Regions from separate parts of the Canis lupus genome. Here region 1 is linked to region 2. The links are chromatin contacts, called in public Hi-C maps. All regions are on one chromosome and are shown on one strand. The core of a region is the stretch at or near the end of the contact, and the rest is flanking DNA. Distances in the headings are between cores, read along the strand shown.

What was found. A called contact is a pair of places that touch in the nucleus more often than the background predicts.
Region 1: a Hi-C map of blood shows a contact between it and region 2, with 5 times the contacts expected there. The contact joins the enhancer-like site here to the promoter of PLEKHO2 in region 2. A contact is called at or near these places in 5 of 9 Hi-C or Micro-C datasets (amygdala and blood).

The regions. Positions count from the first base shown.
Region 1 is chr30:29,713,360-29,720,357 of UU_Cfam_GSD_1.0, reverse strand. No RefSeq gene overlaps it. Among named protein-coding and RNA genes, the nearest start is that of ANKDD1A, 14 kb to the left of the region's middle. Within about 2 kb of position 1,862, at least 12 of the 20 cell types and tissues checked have an H3K27ac peak or open chromatin away from gene starts, as enhancers often do. A contact at or near this core is called in blood, where this site is marked.
Region 2 is chr30:29,662,701-29,670,005 of UU_Cfam_GSD_1.0, reverse strand. It overlaps PLEKHO2 (pleckstrin homology domain-containing family O member 2), which reads right to left and starts at 5,231. Exons shown (of 5, transcript XM_038580711.1): 1 at 5,075-5,231. The coding sequence starts at 5,086.

The sequences.
Region 1 (6,998 bases), core at 613-3,112, 54 kb before region 2:
GGAAGAGGGAGAAACAGACTCCCTGCTCAGCAGGGAGCCCAACATGTGGTTCTATCCCAGAACTCCCCCCCCACCTCACACCCCACCCCTGGGATCAGGACCTGAGCCCAAGGCAGACGATTAACCAACTGAGCCACCCAGATGTCCCAGTTAGCCCCATTCTAACAAAAGGAAAAAAGACACACACACACACAATGGCAAAATATTTACTGGTCAGGTGCCAGCTCTTGGAAGCCAGAGGCTGAACTGGTCTCTCTGCTTGGAGCATCAGCCCTTCAAGGGGATAGAGGCCTGGAATGCCTGGAGATGGGAATGGCAGAGGGTTCTGACCAAGTAGGGTCAGGAGTAGCCAGTGGACAGCCCCTGGAGAGGTGCCACTACTGGAATGGGTAGTTTTAGTGTTGCTTACCCAGAAGGGAAAGGTAGATGGAAGCAGCCCTAGCACAGGGCTAAGAGTGAGCTCCAACCTTGTTTGTTCTGCAGTGCCCAACTCTGTGACCCTGGAAAAGTCTCTGCCCATCTGTTCACAAGGAAGTAGGCCTGGATGGTCCTTTACTCCCTGCCCAGGAAAGTATTGTACTAAGACAGGATGAATAATTCATTAGAAGAAGAAAACATTGATTAACTACACAAAGGAAGGCAGGGCTGTTTTATTTTTCAGCCCGCCCCCCAAACGTCAAAACTTAGACCCCATCTACACATCCCAACACTTGCTACTCATGTCTTCCTGAGTCTAGTCCCAGCTCTGCCACTCTCTAGCTGTGTGACTCTGGGCAAATCACTAAATCTCAATGTCTTCACCTATGGATGATCCTTTTTTATAGGGTCATTTCAAAATACCTAGAGCAGTCAGCGGCGCACAATGAGTGACTCATTATGGTGGTAATTATTACCTGCCACCTATCCCTACTGAATCATCTTGATAACCCCGTGGGGCAAGAACTAGTAAATCTGAGCTCCGTTTTACAGAGAAGGCAAGTGAAGCGCAGAGGTTAATGACTCGCCCAGGGACACTGCGAACAGGAGAGTTGAGAGTGGAATCCAGGTGTGCCTTTTCCGAAGACCAAGGTGACGTAGGGTGGTCCACCTGGCGCTGCAACCCCCAGGTGAGGCCAAATATGTCTCTTCGGTCTGCGTCCCCTGGGGCACCCTGACTCTAGGGTGCTCTCTCTCTGTCGCCCAGAAAGAAAGCGTTTTGGGAGGAAAATCTCAGGAAACAGTGCAAGCAGCCAGACGCGAGGGAGGCACGCAGCAGCCGCTCCGCTCGGCCCAGCTGCAGTTCTCGAGGCCGGCACGCGGGGGCGCCAGAGCCGCCCAGAGCTGCGGGCGGCCAGTACCGTAATTTCCTCCCGTGTGCGCACGGCAACCCCGCGGAGCGAGCGGCCCGGCAGCTGCGGCCTGACCTGGGCTAGGCCGGCTCCGCCCGCCTCGGAGGCGGCTCCGCGCGGAGCAGCGGCGTCCCTCCCGCGGGCTCCGAGTCTCTCGGAGCTGGACCCCCACGCCGGCTTCCTGCTGCTCTGTTTTCTGAGGTTTTCCCCAGAACGGCGGCGCAGATCGCTGAACGCCAGGCAAGGACTTGGCCCCCGGGGGGCAAGGGGTGCAAGGGGGCAGAGTTGCAGGGGTGTAAGGACCGGGGTGGGGAGTGAACTGCGGGCGGAGTTCCCACTCCCCTGACCTTCCCCTTCGCCGAAGGCCCCCCCGAGAGCCTCAGGCCTTGCCCCCCCCCGAGCGCAGATACAGTAACGCTATTCACACCGAACAGCTGGCAGTTGGCTCTGCGTGCCCGTCAGGGGAGCGTGCATTTAATGCACAGCAGCACGGGGCAAGTGCTCAACTCCCAACTTCCAAGGGCCTGATCTCCCGGAGGTGTTTGCTGGAGGAGGGCGGGGCTGACCCGGAGCTGTGGGCTGGGAGGCGAGGCTGCGCGGGTGCAGAGCTGGGCGGAGGGGGCGGGGTGCCACCTGGACCCGTGGGGTCTGCCTCCCAGCCTCTGTCCAGAAGCAGGGCCCATAGCCCGGGGCTCTGGCTGCCCAGGGTTGGGGCAGGAGGGGCTGGGGCTGGGGGCATGAGAGCAGAAGCCCAGCGAAGGGAGGAAAGGGGAAGTTAAGAGTTTGAGGCTGGAGCTGGGCAAGACTTTTGTTCTCCAGGCCTCAGTTTCCTCATCTGGAAGGTGGAGATAATAATACTCCCGCATGCTAAGGGCTACTGTGAGAATTCAATGAGTCAGTGTTCTAGAAAATGATCTGTAGCCAGTGCAAAGGCTAGGCAGGAAACTTCGATGGAGACCTCCCTGATTGTCTCAGACCCCAGTGCTGCTCATTCCTGGGGGCTCCCAGAGCCCAGGGTCCAGCCTTCTGTGCCAGCGCTCTAGCCTTGATGGAGTGACTATTTTACAGCTACTGCCCCAAACGCTATACCACTTTGCACCCCTCATCTCTACCAGACTGAATTTTTCAAGACAGACATGGTGGCTGATTCATCTCTGTATCAATTCAAAAACAAGGCCAGATAATACTTTGCAAAATGATACTAAAGTCCATCTAAAAAAAAATAATAAATACGAAGAGACAGTAGAATTGTGAAAACAAATGCAGTGGGGATGGGACCAGATAGTGAAACGATTTGACTATCAATCTTTTTTTTTAATTGTACATATACTTTACCCTGAACTCCATTTGGAAGAATCTACACCACAGAAATAATAGCCGTACTAGGGCAAAAGTAAATGTGCAAGGACAATTGCTGCAAAATTGTCTGTAAATGTAGGAAACAACTCAAGAGTCCACCAGTAGGGGTTGGTAATCATTTTGTAATATATGTAAATCAAACCATCATGCTGTATGCCTTAAACTTAAACAGTAATGTATGTCAGTTATTTCTCAATAAATCTGGGAAAAAAATTAGAGGATGGTGAAATAAATTGAGATGAAACCATACAAGGCGATACTGAACAGTTGTTAAAAAATAAATGAAAGGGGGAATCCCTGGGTGGCTCAGCGGTTGAGCGCCTGCCTTTGGTCCAGGGCGTGATCCTGGAGACCCGGGATCAAGTCCCACATCAGGCTCCCTGCATGGAGCCTGCTTCTCCCTCTGCCTGTGTCTCTGCCTCTCTCTCTCTCTCTCTCTCTCTCTCTGTGTGTGTCTCTCATGAATAAATAAATAGAATCTTAAAAAAAAGAAAGAAAGAAAGAAATGAATGGATCTGTAAGTGCTGAGGTAGGAAGTATGTCTAAGAGATAGCAAGAAACAGAACAGGAAGCATAGCATGTGTCCATTTCTCTAAAAACATTCTCCTACCACTGCCTTCAACTCTTTGTCAAATCTCCCCTGCCTGTCTCAGGATGGCAATCTGTCAGAGCCTTGGCTTTGCAGTCCCTTAAGGATATTAAAAGTCTGGTCCAACTCAATTTAAATTCAGGCTCTTCACATCTTAAAGTATATATTGCATAGATCCATGCCAGGTTTATAATATTAACACATTTATTTCCCACTACAGCCCTCTGAAATAAGTACTAGGATTATCATCCTCAATTTACTGATAAGGAAATGATAGGATAGAGAGGTTAAACAATTTTCCCAAAGTCACACAGATCACAGATGGTGGAACCAGGGTTTACAGTTTCAGAATTCATGCTCTTAACCGCTCTATGTCACTCTAGGCTTATAGGACGGCAAATGGCACCTTTTCTTGGTTCAGGCTTTCAGTAGGTACCATATATATCATGAACTAGGTATATTAGCTTTTCCCCTAATGAGGCACAGACTGATTGTTTCTAGTTTTGTGCCATCTATTACAAACATTGCTGCAGTGAACTTCTTTGGTCAGATGTTTTTGTACATCGTGCAAACATTTTGGTAGGTTAGATTCATATTGAAGTGAAATTGCTGGGTCAAACGGTAACTTTAAATTTGGATGGCTGTTCTAGATATCTGTTGCTGTACGACAAATCACCCCCAAACTCAATGCTTAAAACCACTGTTTTATTTTATTCACAATTTTGTAGGTGAGGAATTCAGAAGGGCTCAGCTGTATGGTTTATCTTTGCTTCTCTGCCGAGCTGGCTTCATCACTCACATGACAAGGCCTCAGCACTTCTTGACCTCTTTCTCCGAGTGATGTCATATCCTCCAGGGTTTCCCTATGTGGTTTGGGCTTCTCATGGCATGGTGATGGCAGGTCACGGAGGTTTAGGTAAGAGGCAGGAAGCAGAATCTGCTGGTCAAGTTAAGGGATGTGCTGGGAACTAAAATAGTATCACTTCTGCTAGATTTTATTGGTCAGAGAATTTAAAGACAGGCCCAAATTCAAAGGAAGGGATCACCAACCCCCTGTCTTTATGGGAGAAGTGTCAAAGAATTTGTGCCCACCGTTACCATAGTAACTGTTTCCAAATTGCCCTCCAAAATGCTGGAGGTAATTTACTGTTCATCTAGAACTATTCATTTATTTACTGTTCATCTAGAATTTTTCTTTCCTTGTGAATTGCCCATTTTTAAATTTGGTTACCTCTTTTTCATATTGACTTCTAAAATGTGCATATTAAGGAAATTAGCTCTCTGTCTGACATTCTGTTACACATTATTTTCCCAGCGTGTGGCCTTTTGGCTTTGTTTTTTGATAATTTTCTCCATTTGGGTTAAAAAAATTTTTTTTTACGTGTTCAAATGACCAGTCTTTTACTTTAAGATTTTTGGATTTTGTGTGGTGTGTTCCTTCCCTTTTCAGAATGTTCCTGCTAGTTTCAAATGTTTATTTTTCCAGAGGAAGATTAATATCATTTTCTGAGGCTCCCTCCCCGCAATCTTGTTGGTATTTGGATTGAAATAGCTTTCAGTTGACAAACCCCTTAGAGAAAATGTGCAACTTTATATTTGGAGGGCAGGGCTGATCATTACCTTGTTTTGAGTCTTCTCTTCTGTAGGACATTGAGGATTATTGAGGGGGTGGCTGTGCTATCTCAGGGAGACCCAGTACCCCAGGCACCTGTGGGAGAGGGAGCCCAAGAGCCTAGCAAGGGGCACCCTGGGGTCAAGTGGGCCCTGCACAGGCCAATCCCTGAGAACACAAGGCTTGGCCAAGGGATGCCTAGAACACAACCCAAAGCTACAATTCTGGAGCTCCATGCAGGGTGAATTCAGGCTTCCCTAAAGGAAACATTCCTCAGAGGCCCAGGAGAGGGGCCAGATGTTCCCTCAAAGAGCTGATTCATGAGGTAGGAGATTTCACAGAGCGGTACCTTGTTCAAGAAACCAAATAGTAAGGCCTTTGCCAAGGACAGTCCTACTGGTCTCAACATCACAGCCATGGGGAGAGGCAGGAATCTGCTCTGGGAACCACAGGTACAGTGGCAGCTCTGAGCACAGGCCTTCAGCTTTGCCTTCCCAACCCTCCTTGGCTCCACAGAGCTTTTTCTCCAATCCCAGAGCCTCAGCCAGCAGCATCCAGCCACTCCTTACCCAGGCAGGGGCCCAAAGGCTTGCCCAGAGGCACCCAGGGAGACCGAGTGGGCACTCATCTGTTCCGGGATTGTTTGTTGAGCGCCTGCTATGTGCCAGTCTGTGTTCTTGGCATGCCCTAGACCAAAATTCCTGACCTTCAAGAGCTTGTAGACATAAATAACTGTGGCGAAAATGTAAAATGTTAGGAGATAAATGCCATGGAAGACAAGAGAGCAAGGTAAAAGGACTTGGGGGCTGGGGGTGCAAGCAGCAGAGAAGGCAGTGTTGCTGAGGCATGTCCATTTGCCCTCCAGCCTGATTCACCAGTGGGGATCCCATGTAGGAAAGCCAGGAAGGAAAGGAAGGTGCTCATTCCCCTGGCTCCCTCCCTGCAGGGCCATAGCTCTTGACAGGTGGTCCACTCCCACAATGCTCTCCTTCCTGTTTTTAGCAGCCTGAAAGCCTGGGAGTAGTAAAGGTGCCCCATGCTCCTGGGCCTGGGCATTGTACTCTCCCTTGGGGTTTCCTTATATCCCATTCACGCCTCTGTGAATAGTCCTCAAATAATCCTAATTTGAGCACTGTATTCTGCTGGAACACAGAAATACAGGGACTCAGGTGAAGTCTATATGGTGGTGCTGTTATCAATGGGGGCCAGGCCTGGCTGGTCCAGAAGGCACTTAGCTGGTATCCTGGTCTGTCTGAACATTTTGAGGAGAAGCAAGAAGCCGGAGTGGCTGGAGCAGAGGGAAGGGAAGAGGAATAGCACATGGTATCAAAGAGGTATGGATTGAGAGGCAGGGCCACTGGAGGCCCCACCTGAGGAGAGACTGATCTTTAACATTATGGCTCTGCCTGCTGTGTGGAACCAGTTTTGGGGGGACAGGGGGGAAAACAGGGAGGCCAGTGAGGGGACTACTGGAGTATCCCAGGTGGCTGAGATGGCAGTAGGGAAGACATGAGCCCACAGGATTTGCTAACAGATTAGATGTGTGGTGCAAGAAAAAGGAGGCAAGGATGCTTCAAGGTTTCTGGGCTTTGGATTTAGCAGGGCTGCTGGGGTTCTTGTGGGTTCCCTGCATCCATCCAGCCTGGCCTTCAACACTCTCTCCCTCTGGGTGCCGCAGACCCATCTCTTCTCTGGCACGCTGAGTGGTCTCCCAGCCACTTCCAGGAGGGGTCCTTGAGCAAGTCTCAGCCCCCTCTACTTGGAACCATCTCTCTGCCAGTCCTTGGTCTGAGGTTAGAACCAGATTCTTCCCCTGAGGCACTGGGAACCGAGGCGAAGCCAGATCCCAAGCGGCAGCCCCAGTGAGTTGACTGTTGCCACTTTAGTGACCTGCTTTCTGGGGCACTCCCAGATCCACGCTCTTCAGCCTGGGCCCCATGGGTCAGCCAGACCTGAATATGACCTCCTCCTTCTTCCATCACTCTCTCGACTGGCTTCCTCTCAGGTTCCAGACCTTGTGGGGGCATCTGAGGCCACAAGTGAAGAGCCTGCCCTTCCTCAGGGACTTTGTCAGCCTTGACACCTCCTGCTGACATGATTTTTCAGAATT
Region 2 (7,305 bases), core at 3,982-6,481:
GCAGCCCGTTTCCTGGCCCAAAGTAGGAGGCCCTATGTTCTTAGCACCACTATAGGCCAGGGTTTCGGGGGGTGGCCATCCATCCAGTAAGGGCTCCAAGGACTCTGCCTTCAACCTCAGGCTGGTACAGGAGATAAACTTGAACCCTCTTTTTGGACATGGGCAGCCACCCTGGAGCCTCCAGGCCAGCCACTGACATCTTGTGGCCCTCAATTTATCTGCTGGGTGTCAGGTACATGCCTATCAGATGGGATCATATTTATCTCTTGTCCCCAGCCCCTAGCACTGTTCCTTTACACATAATGGATGTTCAAGAAACATCTGTGAAAGGAAAATAAAAATACACCAATTTGCTAACCACTTTGCTTCAGTGACTGGGGCCCACAGCAGTGAGTGTGAAGGGGAGGGTAGAAGAGAGAAGGTCAAGAGCCTGTCAAATCTAGAGGATGCTAGAAGGAAATTAGCACTGACTAATTTTGACTACTTTATAATTTACATAAAGTTCAAAAAAGGGGCCCCAGTTAAAAGGAGCACGCCTCTCCCCAGGGATACCCTGTGGCCACAGCTGCCCTTGGAAGGACAAGCCCGGGCAGAAGTGTGGTGAGCTGTTGGGGGCTGGGCAGGGCACTGCCTCCTTGCTCTCTATCATGGCAGGGGAGCCCCAGCCTGGTTCTCACTGTGGCCCCACCCCTCTGAACTGCACACTCTGGTGGTTGAGTCAGCTTTGAAGCCCCAGTCACACAGACCAGAGACAAGCCACTTAACCTCTCTAAGCCTTAGTTCCTTCATCTGTGAAATGAAGATATAACAGAAGTTGCAAGGATTTTAACTCCACGAGGGCAAGGATTTTTGTTTATTGCAATATCCCCAATGCCTTGATAGCATCTGGCATACAGTAGGTGCTCAATAAATGTTTGTTGAATAAAAATATGGCATATAAAGCAGTGCCTAGAATACCCTAAACTTAGGAAATGGTAGCTATCATTATCACTGTTGTTGTCATTGGCATCCTCTCTGGCAATCAGGGAGCCTTTCCCTGGGCCTGGTTCAGAATTCAGGAGAAATCCTTTCTGGGCTTAGCTGCTGGGCTTCGTCACCCCAGGAGCTCCAGGAATGTGGCATGCCTCTCATCATCTCTCTGAAACTTGTAGAAGGCAGATGGAATGGCAAAGTGAGATGGTCCCAAAGGGTCTTCCTGGATGGAAGAATGAAGAAGTGGGAGACTTGTCTACAGGCCAGTTATGAGCCACCCTGACCAGAGAAAGAGGGGACTTCAGCACGCTTCAACCCTCTCACGTCCTATCATGTACCACTCACAATACCAGAGACCCTGTGTTCAGCCCCCATTAGCTAAATGACCAGCAGGGGCCTCATCCCCCTCAGTGAACCCTGCAGGCTGGCCCACGCCCAGTGCTAGGAGGAAGAAGTGGGAGATGTATAACCCCATGCCACACTTCACACCCCTCCATCAGCAACTACAATGCTGTTGGCCACTTCCTAGGTCTGCTGATTCTCAGTCTCTCTGGAACAAAGCAGTAGAGACTGCAGACCATGAAGCTCCTGCCTGGTTTCCCACTGCTGAGCTCCAAACTTGCCTCCTGCTTTGCAGGGGCCCACCCACCACCCCATGGGATCTCACACCCCTTTCTGAACTCCCTCCCTTTGTGACCTCCCCTGCCTGCTTTACCCACTGTCTGACCTGTGAAAACTTCCTGTCAGCTGGAAGTTCCCGAGGGGCAAGACTGGAAGCTTGTGCCTTAACCACTGTCCTCTCATGGGGTGTAGCAGAGCGGCGCCCAGTGAATACTATGACTGAGTCAGCGAAAGAAGCAAGTCCAAGGCCTTTAGGGATGGGTGGCAACAGGACGGCACTGAGACAAGAAGTCACTTGGGGGATAGAGGGGAGTGACAACCGAGGGGCTGGAGGTAGCATGAACCAAAGCCCAGGGCAAGGTCTCCTTGTCAGGAATCAGCCTCCCAAAAGGGAGGCCTGGCTGAAGACCAGAATCCCGCTTGCCTGCCACCCTCTACCCTGGCCCTCTCTCTGCCCCTCAGACACTCCCACCAGGGGGCCTGGCTATGCCCCAGTAAGTTTTAATAAGTGGTCCCTCCCCCTGGCAGGGCTCACAGGGAAGGTTTTGTCTTGCTCAGCCCAGTTTCTCAGCCTCCTCTCTTCTTATTGACCAGCTGACCACTGCTCTTCCTGTTTCACCCTCTCTCTTCCTACCCATCCTCACTCAGACCTTCCCCTGCCCACTGTGAGCAGCTTCTGAGGCACCCCTGAATACCAGCCAGGCTCCACTTTGTCTGAGGTGGGGGGGATCTCTGGGTCATTCCTTTAAGAAAAAGATGCCAGTCACCCTAACCCTCTGCACAGAAGGGAACAGGTGGAAAGCCACAAGACAGGCCATGACAGACAGATAGAGACAAGTAGAAGAGACCTTGCTGGCACCTCACATCACAGGTAGCTTAGGACCTTTGCCCTTTAACTAAACCCAATTATGTACTGACCAGACCCCGCTAAGAACCCACTGGGTCAAAGGCTGGGATGGGGCAAACAAAGAGGAAGCATACACTCTCTACCCAGAAGCAACTTCCAGTCTGATGGGGGGCAGCATAGATCCTGCACAAGAAAAGTCCTCAGTGTGGAGGTGGGGAGGGCATCCCTTGCCTGTGCAGGCTCCAGCCTTTTGGGGGGAACACAGGACCTACCCAAAGGGAAACCTCAGCCCTAGCTCCCTGGTAGTAAGGGCTTGGGGTGACCCACAGGAAAAGGAAGGCCACAAAAGGTATCAAAGACCCTATACTCAACCCCTTCACTATCGAATGAAAAACTATAGCCCAGAAAGGGCAAGAGATTAGCTCAAGGTCACAAAACCAGGGCTGGGACAGGACACTGCCCTGCCTCTCTCTAGAGGGATATGGGCAAATGGGCAGCCCGGAGCCACTAGAGGCTGAGCCAAGGAAAGTCATGACTGTGAGAGGGAAAGGGGGGCAAGGAGAGAACCCCAGGGCAGAGACAGGAAAGAAAGCCTTGGTTTGGGCTTTTACAACCTTACTCCAGTGGCAAAAACAATATCCCACGACATCTGCAGTTTTAAAAACTTTTGCATGTGTATCATCACGTTTGTGGATTGCCCACCTCTCTGATTTTATGGATGAGGAAACTGAGGCCCTGAGAACTCAAAGGCACAAATGCCCAGTGCCCAGACCCACAATTCTTCAGTAAGCCTCAGACTGACGAGGACTACCAAGCTATTGCATAGAGGAGGCAACTGACGCTCAAGGGGCTTGGCACCAGGGTAGCTGGGGCACCAGAAGGAAGCTCTAAGCTAGGGGGAGAGTAAAAACAGCTATGTGGGAATAGGGTGATGAGGCCAGCCTGAGGTCATGGGGCAGAGCAGGTGACTATGATCTAAGAGGTGGTTTAGAGAAACAAAGATGGGCACTGAGACTTACAGAAAAAAGAAGTGATTAGAAGAAATGGGAGGAAGAGAATTAGGAATGCCTAAGGGGAGGTAGGAGATAGGGAGCCCCTGACTATGAGGGGAGGAGGTGAGCAAGACCTTAGATGGCTCAGGTATGTGGGGAGCTCTTGGCATCTGGGAGTCAGTAAATGGCAATATTAGAAACTCAGAACCAGAGCGAGTACAGGGCTGGGCTGGGCTGACCACGAGACAAACCATCGGCCCAGGAGGCCCCAGGAGAACTTCCCTTAATTGGGGGCCAGAACAGATCAGGAGATGGAGTAATCCTGTCCCACATCCTCTGGGAGAAGGGGAGGGGCCACAACCAGACAGTCCAACCCTCAGCAGGGGCCTGGAATGGGGGAGGGCAGCCCCACCCCTGTCAGCAAGAAACCACAGCAAATCATAGTGGCCTAACTTTGCCCCCTACTTCCACCCACTCTGAGGGAAGGGGACACAATCACACAAGACCTGGAGAGGAGGCCAAGCCCTATATTTCATAGAAGAGGAAATGCAGGCTGAGAGGGGAAGTGACTTATCTACCATCCCACAGAAATGCAGGGCCTGGCCTAGAGGGAACCCTGACAAACAGTGGCCCCGGGGGAATGGGGAGGTATAACTGATGGAGATTCAATGTGGTCCACCAAGGGCTCCCCAGCCGGCCAGGGTTGCCCCAAGAGTGAAAGCTTCATCTTTCCTCTCCACCCTTCCCGGCCTACACATCCCCTTCCCTAGAGCTGGGAGGGGCAAAAGCTGAGAGCCCCTCAGGGGACAAGAAGCAGTCCTTGAGACTCCGCAGGTCCTGGCTCTAATTTATTCATTCCACAGGTATATATTAAGTGCTCACATTGTGTGCTTCTATGATGGGGCTGCTGGGAGAACTGAGTTTACAAGTGAAGGGGTAAGGGGGTCATGAGTGCCTGACCCTACTCCAGACTAAGAGGGTCCTGAGGGGGAAGAGGACAGATCAAGAGGCCTCACTGCTGCTCCAGTCTCCCAGCTGCTCCAGGGAGTTGGCCCTCCCAAGGACGTGGGGAAGGCGCGGGCCTGGATCAGCCCCTATGTGGGCCTGACTCTGGGGCAAGGGAGAGAGCAGGGGAAAGAGGGTCACAGGTACTTACAGAGGGGAGAGAAAGGCAACTTCTGAACACGGTCAAGGAATCTTGAGACAGGGACTCCAAAACCAACAGACCACCCCCCCAGGATCAGACCTGGCCAGCACGGGGTGTGAACCGTAACCGGGTTCGAGGCCAGTAACCCAAGCCACTTCCAGCAAGTCGTTAACTGACCAGCGCCTCAGTGTCTCCGTCAATCCAATGGGAACAATAACCACCGCGATGCCCACAGTGGGTGAGCGAAGCCAAAGACAGAACGGAGGAGGCTGGGTCTGCGAAGTGCGGGCCGCGGAACCCTACCCCGGCCCCTGCTCCTCCTGCCTAGGCTCTGCCCGGGGAGGGGTGGGGGTGGGGGTGGGGGTGGGTGTCCGGAGTCCGGAGAGAGGGAGGCTGGTGGGAACAGGGGCCTGAGCCTGCGACCTCAACAAAAGTGAGGGGCCCGAAGACCCCAGCCCCGGACCCCCGCCCGGCCCGGCCCGGCCCGGCCCTCACCTCCTCCTCCATCGCGAGTCCGCTCAAGCCCCGCCGCTCCGCCGCTCACTCCCCGCGCCGCGCGGGTTCCGCCACCTCCATCCACAGCAGCCGGGCGGCGGCTCTCTGCGCTCTGTCCCGCGGGCCGCCGGGGGCCCAAGAAACTTCGGGGGGGCGGGGTTGGGGGCGGGGAGAGGCTTCCGGGGGCCAAGGGGCGGGGCCCGGGGAGGGGAGTAGCGGCGCTGGGAGGCCCGGGGCCGGGGCGGGAAACGAGGGGGCGGGGCCTGTGTGTGGGCGGGGCCCGGGCGGGGAACGAGGGGCGGGGCCTGGCGGGAATGCGGGGGCGGGGCCTGTGTGATGCGGGGGCGGGGCCTGTGGGGGCGGGGCCGGGGCGGGGCCGGGCGTGGGTTTGGGGACTGGACCCAGGAGCCCGCACGGAGGAAGGGGGAGGGACGGGGCGGAGAGAGGTTTCCCCGACCCGCCCGGGGAGAGGGACTGGGAGGAGACAGAGGGTGCGGGGACAGGGCGGAGGGAGGGGGAGGGGGCTTCCGGCCAGAGGCGGACGAGAGGGACGCGGGCGGGGCCCGGGGGCGGGCCCGGGTGCGGCAGGACCGGCGAGTGCCCGAGGCGCCGGCGGCTTGCGCCTTTGAGGTTTGCAGACCCTGGAGGGCTGAGGTTGCCCGACTAGCCCGCGCCGTCCTGGGCGGCCCAGAGACGGGGGCACCGAGAGGCTCCTCCTCTTTCTTCCCCGACGCCGGGGCAGTGGCGACGACCTGGTCCTCCTCTTCCAGGAACCTCCTCGAAGGGCCGGGCCTGGACCTCGCGTCCGGTCCCGAGAGTCGGGTAACGGGAAGACTTGGGGCTGGGAGTCTGGACTTCCGAGGTCCCTTGCGGGGGGCGGGGCGGTCTACCGCTGCTTCTCAAGGGGTCCCAAAATGCAGTGTTGTCTTGCCCTCGTTGGACATTGCTCAGAGCTGTTCTCCCTGGTTCCTATATCGGAAGGTCACCCTCCACCTCCCACCCCCATCCAGCGGTGATCCTCCAGCCTCAACAGCCTTGCTGGGGTGAGTGTTACACCGTGCGCCTTCATTTTACACTTGGAGAAACAGAGGCCCAGAGACAGGAAGTGGCTACATCCCAGCCTCCAGCACCATTCCTGCCCACCCCAACCCTTCCTTCTGCGCGCCTAGCCAACTCTACCCAAGCTTGCTTCAGCAGAAAGAAGTCTAAGTGGGATCAATGGTGACCTCCTTTGGCTCTGGCTGCTATAGCAGCAGCTGCACAGTTGGCCAAGTTCCCCTTTCATTGCCTTCTACTAGCCCTCAGGTCCCCAAGCCACTTACAGCCCTATATGGAAAAGGGTAGCCTTGGCCCAAGGGGGAGGAAGATAGGAGCATACTTTTTCTTTATGCCTGGGCCTGGGTTCCTTCATCTTAAAGGATGAGGAAAATCCAGCCTAGGGATCTGAGAAAGTCAATGTATGTGGCAACCTCTTGCAGCTACCACAAGGTTTTATTCCTTCAATGTGGTTTATCCCTGGTGGTTTACTCCCTGTCCAGAGCTGGGCACCTCATGCCTGAGGACTCAGAAGATCCTTTATCTGGAAAGTCAGATTCCATCTACAGGAGACCAAAGACCCTGAGGAATTCATGTTGTGGCACAGAAGCAGCTCATGGTTGGGGTGGGGTAAGGTCAGTTTTCATATCCAGCAAGTTCCACCACTTTTGAGAATAAGCCACTGATAGCCACTTTGGCATCAGTTTCCCCATCCAGCCCATGCCAGCCCTCTAGTTGTTGCCTCCACACCACATGCATTCATCCAACACAAATATTTTATTCGCCTTAATTGTTTGTCAGGCTTTACACTAATGGCTGAAAGATAATGGCAAGGCTCAGAGTCCCTGTCCTCTATCAGAAGAGAAAGGCATGTATGTAAACAGATGAGAAAACCATATATTAAATGTGAAGGTAAATGTACATAGGAAAAGCACCAAAATCAGGACAAAGGGGCAAGACAGGCATTGTAGGCAGAGGGGAGAGTATGAGCCATGGCAAAGAGGCATGAAACAGTAGTGTGAGTGTAGGGCAGCCAGGCTGGAGAAGTAGAGTTCAGTGTAGACAGGGCCTTGAGGGCTTTGTTGAGAGGACTATATTTTAACCTCGGAGCAATGGGAAGTCATTGAACATTTGTTTGTGGAGGTGATGGAGTCTGTTTTGCATGTACATCACTTAGTCAACAAAACTTATTGAGG